2 separate regions of the Arabidopsis thaliana genome follow, and region 1 is linked to region 2. A link is a contact called in public ChIA-PET data. All regions are on one chromosome and are shown on one strand. The core of a region is the stretch at or near the end of the contact, and the rest is flanking DNA. Distances in the headings are between cores, read along the strand shown. Region 1 holds the start of AT1G50380 (Prolyl oligopeptidase family protein). Region 2 holds the start of FTSH1 (FTSH protease 1).

Region 1 (3,477 bases), core at 978-3,477, 45 kb before region 2:
GAAATTGATCCAAAGTGAGGGAGAACGAATGAATAAGTAGTTTTACTTACTGTGTCAATCTTCTTGACAACGGAAGTGCCACTGTCCATGTCATAGTCATACACAGAAGGAGGTGTTTTCATTGAGCAGTATTTAAACCTTAAAACCCTGGACGAAAATTCGGACTCGGTTGAGTCAACTGAATAGACCGGGTCAACAAAGCTCACATTACGACCACCTTGGAGACCTTCCAGTGGCTGTCCCTCAGCAGGAAGCCTATGAACTGTGATCTTCTGCAGTCCGTTTTCACGCTCGAAGACTGCAAGATGATCTCGGAAAAGCTGAATTTCCTGAATCTTTACACTGTCCATGCAAATATAATTGTTTAGCTAGGCATACAAGGTGACCTTGATGTTAAATGCATTATAAAACTAATCTAGCAACTGGAAAACAACCCAGCATGCATGTCGTCTAAGCCGAAGGATATACATGATATTAAAATTAGTTATACTTCATTTGGATTTTGGATAGGCCACAATGGCAACCAGATTCTAACAAAAAAAGTTTACCTTTCTCTATGTGGAAGCAGAACAGTTGTCTTTGATGTGTCATCAACTGGACAGGCGATCAGTTCTGAGTTGTAAAATTCAGTGCTCCTTCTCTGGATGAAAAAGTGGTTCCCACGATGACTGACAGATGAATCAATTCCATCTACACGAGGTGTCAACACCCTGAGTCCATCCTGAGTCTTGGACACATCAAGCGAGAAGACAAATCTTGTAGTTTTGCTTTCAGATGCAACAAATAAATACTTATGGCTCTCAGAAGCGTGGAGTTCAAGAGAAAACATATCATCCTTCTCATGGTAAAGGCATACATCACTGCTCTGCTCTGTCCCTAATTTATGTAACCAAACCTGTTACAAAGAATATATGAAGATCAGAACATGAAAGCCAAAAATATTGACGTATCTCATAATAAGTACAGTCAAATTTGGTAAGAAAATATGGCATCTATGAGGTGTATAATGTCAACAATTGATCGAAACGGTAAAATCTATATTCATGCAAAAGTTAATCCCTTCCTCCAGTACTATACACTAAGACAGTAGGGTGGGAAAAGATTGAAGGTAAACCTTATCAGGTCGCAGGATTTCGTCCATTGTTATGTAGAGCAAAGCATCATTACCAGCCCATTCAAGATAAGAAGTAAGTCCTTTAAGCTGTTGCCCCACTGGTTTTAGGGCTTCAGAGTCGATGACATTCACTGTATATATCTCATCACCTTTTGTGTCCTCTGCATATGCCACCAATTTATGATCGGGACTCGCCTATAAAAAGAATCAAGAAAATGAAACATCAAGTTAGTAAAGAGCAAGTTTGAAAAGGATATCTCTTAGGACGATTTTTAAAGTCTATTTTCTAGTCAAACCTTGAAGGCCCCAATTCTGTAGTAGTCATGCTCTTGAGCCTTGGTATTCTCATCCAATATCACATGCTCAGGAGGAGCATCTGGACCAGTTGGCATAGTATCATAGACAGAAGGCTCAGCTTTGTTGTCAGTGATCAAACGTCTACAGTGCTGAATATATTCCTTTCCTTGAAGATTTTTCTCATAATAATAGTAAGGACCCTTGCGTAGAGGTGCAGATATATCATCTTCTTTGATCCTCCCTCTTATTTCAGCAAACAGCTGATTCTCAAATTGCTTGGTCCCTGAATTTTTATTTTCCAGTCTAATTTATCACAAGCTTGCATAATCAACAAGTCACTAATACTCCAAATTGAAAACAAGGAAAGCTAAAAACCCTAATCCCCTAAGTATCACAACGTCACTGACAGAGGCAACTTGAAAAGACTCACCAGACATGACGAAATCAGTGTAGTGATTTTCTTCACGAAGATAAGAAAGCATGTCGGGATTGGTGCGAGAATCGTCACGGAGCCAGTAGTAATTGTCAACCCTAACGTCACCGAACATCTCCATCACATGCTCCACCTTCTTCGCTACAGGAGGGGATCTCGATTCCGCCATGTCTCTCGGTGATGTCAACCGCACTGACGCAGCTCCGGTTTCAGAGGAAGAGGAAAAAGAAGAAGACAGCCGTAGAATAGAGCGGCGGCGAGGAACAAGAGGAACGAGGCAAGAGAGAGGAGTATCGAAGTGGAGAAGACGACTACGAGTCGCGAGAAAGTGAGTGCCGAGAGATACGAGTCCACGCCTTATTATCATATTACGTGTCCGTTTTAGTTGCCTAGAGACTCGCGACCAGTTTGTTAATAGAGGACAGGTCATATCCGGTTTGGATAAACCGGCCTATCTATGATTCCGGTTACAAAATTATTAACTCTTTCGTGAATTTTTGCTAGGATTATTGAACAAAACCAAATAATTAGATTAGAAACAAATTACTGTTGAATGTTGATTAATGGTCTTCTATGTTCTTGTAGTGGACTATTTTTGAGCTTGATGAATTTTATAAGCCTGAGATTAACCCAGAACCTAATCAAACCGTGCTAAACTGCAAATAAGCTGAGATGATAAAAATTGGTCTTGCTTACAGAACAAAGATGAAACAAAACAAGAAAGAAAGCACGTATAATAATAACATCCAGAAGAGGTTCAGGTTAAAGTGCATCAAAACCACTAAAATTACCAAAGTGACATTCACTTTCACAAGAAAATGTTTCCAAAATGGAAAAAGGAAAAAAAAAACAATGGAAGTGTAAACAACATCAGAAGATATACCTTGAAAGAACATAAGCCAATGGCAATCATGATAATGGCTAACTTGATAAGAGCAATACGAGACTAATAATGATGTAGGATCATCATCATGAATCACAGGAAATAAGGAACACCTGTCCTTGGCCCTCTCATTTGATTGTTCTCTTCTGTCTCCGTGAAGAACTTCACTTCCCTTTCCTGGTAATTAAGCATATTTTAACAAATCATTACTGTCAGTGAGGACCAGATCCTAAACACTTCCCAGAAACAGGTCTATATATGAAAAGTAACACACAGAGCACAATCAATATGGACAGACTGATTCCACGCGAACTGTGAATTGTTACTAAATAAATGGCTTAAACATCATAACTCTATCTCACAAGAGTCACTCATGTGTATATGTTTGGGTCGAGAGACAAGTATCAAAGGCAGTAACTTATTTAATCAAAAAGGAAAAGTAGAATCCGAAGACGAGTGCATAAAAGTAAGAAGAACATGAAACAAGATATTGTGGCAGATCAGTAACAAAAGAGAAAACAAATGCCTCACCATGTTGTCATTGAAACTCAATATAGAAGCCACATTCCCACAACGGTAGCAGTAATTAGGCGCAGACCACACCTTTACAAAAAAAATAAAGAGAAGAAACATCACCAAGCAGATTATACTTCCAACTATCCAAAATGATCATAAGGAAGCAAGGCACTTACAGTTACAAGACCTTTATCTTGGAACATGTACTTGAGACCTTCTTGTACAAGCTGGTGA
Region 2 (3,504 bases), core at 509-3,008:
AGTTATATGTCCAGGTTGATCTCAGATTTCTGCAAGATACGGTTCCTACAGACAGAATTGTGGTTTTGCGTGGTGGTTGGAGTTTGTTTGGAAAGGGATCTGCGGGTGAGATACTGCTACGGCTTACATACAAATCATATGTGGAGGAGGAAGAAGATGACAAGACCAATGTCAAAGCCATTGATACTTCTGACGATGAAATGTCTGATTCAGAAGAACTTGGCTCATTTGTGCGGAAGGGAAAGCTTTCGTCAGATGATATTGATCAAGAGTCATTTATGAACGTGTTGTCTGCATTGATTGTGAGTGAGGAGTTTCAAGGCATAGTTTCATCTGAAGCTAGAGACGGTATAATTGATGGTGGTGACTCACTTGGGGCACCAGTACCTTCTAAGCCAGATACTAGTAAGGGGTCTGAAAGAAACGCAGATGTATCAAATTTGGATTTGTTAGTTGCAAATTCTGGTAGAGGAGCTGGCGGTGATGGAGGTATACCGAGGCTCAATCTCTTACGATGATTTCCTTTCTATGCTTTCTTGACCTGAAACTGTAAAACCTCCTAATTTCAGGATTAGCATTACTGTGGTTCGGTATTATCACGGGTATATTGGTTCTTGTTGCTATCAACATGGAAGGCTCAAGTTTCTTCAACCCGTAGTATAGTACTATACATCTCGCTGGAGATTTCTGTTGCAAGTAAGTCTCTTAATATATACCTCGAGAACTTGAAATTTCTTCCCCTGATGTGATTGGACAGACAGATTCTCTTTTTGTCAGTTGTTTTCCTTATATTAGAACGTGGAACAACACTGGTTTGTTCATATAGTCAAGAACCAAACTTGAACTTCTTTTTTCCTAGAATAATTATGCTACTTGAAACATTAAAATTGTAGATTCTGTTACTCTTTCTGCTGCTTGTAGTGTACCGAAAGTCAAAACTGGACATCAGGCTTTGTATTTGATAAAATTATGTGTGAATTGAAAATGAGTCAGTTGATTCTTCTACCTTGTGTGACATAGTTCAGTCCAGATATTTTCATGTCAACCTTTTGCCTACCGTGTGTGATAAGCTTATCAAGGCCTCTTTATTTTGTGGCAGGTCTGGTGGTCATCTCTTCTCAACCTTAGATATGGCTTATAACGAGGTCTCAGTTTTGTAATTTAATTTTGTATGTAAATAGCCATTAGAAGAGGGACTCTTACTAAAGGCAGGAAGGTTTGGATCTATTCTGTCCAAGCTCTCACTGTTGTGTTACTCTTTACACTTGTGGTTGATATACAGTACATAAAAAAAGATAGAAACTTTTGTATATTTTGACCAAAAAAAAAAGAGAAAATTCTGACTTTTCGGAAATAAAATATAATCATCGATTGTTTCAATAGGATTGGTAGTAGGAGCAGAACTTGGTTCGTGGAACCATCCTTCATTTCCATTCCCTTATGGTAAGATTGTGGTATTTCATGATTCTCAAATAAAGTTTGACAAAGATAGACTGATCGAAAAGGTGGAGCCTCTTGTTAACATGGGACAGATTAGTTGTGTCGCCGCTGAATTCCATGATCTCACTGATGGCAGACTCAATAATGGTTATGGTATTGAATGAAGCTCTCACGTCCATGTTCTGTTGAGGCTTACAAGACTGTTCTAGTTGGTGGGGAAGTTGTCCGAACCGGAACATAATCCAAACCGAACTGAATTAAATTTTTAAAATTAAACCGAACTGTCCGACCACTACAAAGTTTTTTCGAATTTGCACATTAAATTAATTAATTTTTGTGGCATTTTGCGATCAGTTAACGAGTGGATATGAGGTAGCAAACGTAGAAAGGACTCGAGAAGTCATGGCTTCTGCTTAATCTCCTCTTCCTTAAAAACCAGAAGATCCTTTGTTCCACGTTTCTCGTTTGTAGCTTCTTCTCTCTCAGAATTCAATTCGAATTTTGACAAGTCTTGACGAAGAAGAAGAAACAGAGCTGCTTCAATGGCTTCTAACTCATTACTACGTTCTTCTTCAAATTTCTTCTTAGGATCCCATATCATAATCTCATCTCCCACCCCTAAAACCACCAGAAAACCCTCTTTCCCTTTCTCCTTCGTCTCCCGTGCTAAATACCAAATCACTCGATCGTCTCAAGACGAAAATTCGCCAAATGGTAAACCCAATTCGCCATTCTCGTCGCAAGTAGCCTTAGCAGCTATTCTACTATCTTCAATTTCATCTTCGCCGCTAGCTTTAGCTGTAGTGGACGAACCAGCTTCTCCGTCTGTCGTTATAGAATCTCAAGCTGTGAAGCCATCGACGCCATCGCCATTGTTCATTCAGAACGAGATACTTAAGGCTCCTAGTCCTAAATCATCGGATCTCCCAGAAGGATCACAGTGGCGATACAGCGAGTTTCTTAACGCTGTGAAGAAAGGGAAAGTCGAGAGAGTTAGATTCAGCAAAGATGGTTCTGTTGTTCAGCTTACTGCCGTCGACAATCGCCGTGCTTCAGTCATCGTCCCTAACGACCCTGACCTTATTGATATCTTGGCTATGAACGGAGTTGATATATCCGTCTCTGAAGGAGAATCCTCAGGCAATGACTTGTTCACTGTCATTGGAAACTTGATTTTCCCGCTTTTGGCCTTTGGTGGACTCTTCTTGCTTTTCAGGCGAGCTCAGGGAGGCCCTGGTGGTGGTCCTGGTGGCTTGGGTGGTCCTATGGATTTCGGACGTTCTAAATCCAAGTTCCAGGAAGTGCCTGAGACTGGTGTATCATTTGCAGATGTTGCTGGGGCTGATCAAGCTAAGTTGGAGTTACAGGAAGTTGTGGATTTCTTGAAGAATCCTGATAAGTACACAGCCTTGGGTGCTAAGATTCCTAAAGGGTGTTTGCTTGTTGGACCGCCTGGTACGGGTAAGACACTCCTGGCTAGGGCGGTGGCTGGGGAAGCTGGAGTGCCGTTCTTCTCTTGCGCGGCCTCGGAGTTCGTAGAGCTTTTTGTGGGTGTGGGTGCATCGAGAGTTAGGGATTTGTTCGAGAAGGCTAAGTCTAAAGCCCCTTGTATTGTATTCATTGATGAGATTGACGCTGTGGGTAGGCAGAGAGGAGCTGGGATGGGAGGAGGAAATGATGAGAGAGAACAGACTATTAATCAGCTGTTGACAGAGATGGATGGATTTTCTGGCAACTCTGGTGTGATAGTTTTGGCAGCTACGAATAGGCCGGACGTTCTTGATTCGGCTTTGTTGAGGCCTGGAAGGTTTGATCGACAGGTCACGGTGGATAGGCCTGATGTGGCTGGCAGAGTCAAGATTCTTCAGGTTCTTTTCATAGCTGTTTTATAAAGGTTACTGGTTTGTCTATGGAGTTATGTGAATGATTCTTATTTCTCTCTATGGGGTTTGGTTTTATTTTAGGTTCATTCTAGGGGGAAGGCACTCGGTAAAGATGTGGACTTTGACAAGGTTGCCAGAAGGACCCCTGGTTTCACGGGTGCTGACTTACAAAACCTGATGA

What was found. ChIA-PET counts read pairs in DNA pulled down with a chosen protein or histone mark.
Region 1: an H3K4me3 ChIA-PET map of shoot shows a contact between it and region 2, with 12 read pairs. The contact joins the promoter of AT1G50380 here to the promoter of FTSH1 in region 2. A contact is called at or near these places in 1 of 26 Hi-C or Micro-C datasets (vegetative nucleus) and 1 of 2 datasets of contacts at active chromatin or transcription factors (shoot).

What each region holds. Positions count from the first base shown.
Region 1 is chr1:18,661,016-18,664,492 of TAIR10.1, reverse strand. AT1G50380 (Prolyl oligopeptidase family protein) reads right to left here and starts at 2,227. Exons shown (of 11, transcript NM_001333432.1): 1 at 1,842-2,227; 2 at 1,411-1,694; 3 at 1,115-1,309; 4 at 549-895; 5 at 51-342. The coding sequence starts at 2,211. It overlaps FYPP1 (Calcineurin-like metallo-phosphoesterase superfamily protein), which reads right to left. Exons shown (of 10, transcript NM_103920.4): 8 at 3,420-3,477; 9 at 3,259-3,330; 10 at 2,441-2,904. The coding sequence ends at 2,821.
Region 2 is chr1:18,615,409-18,618,912 of TAIR10.1, reverse strand. FTSH1 (FTSH protease 1) reads left to right here and starts at 1,758. Exons shown (of 5, transcript NM_103909.4): 1 at 1,758-3,308; 2 at 3,405-3,504. The coding sequence starts at 1,983. NTMC2T5.1 (N-terminal-transmembrane-C2 domain type 5.1) reads left to right here. Exons shown (of 9, transcript NM_103910.4): 7 at 15-489; 8 at 570-696; 9 at 1,100-1,320. The coding sequence ends at 658.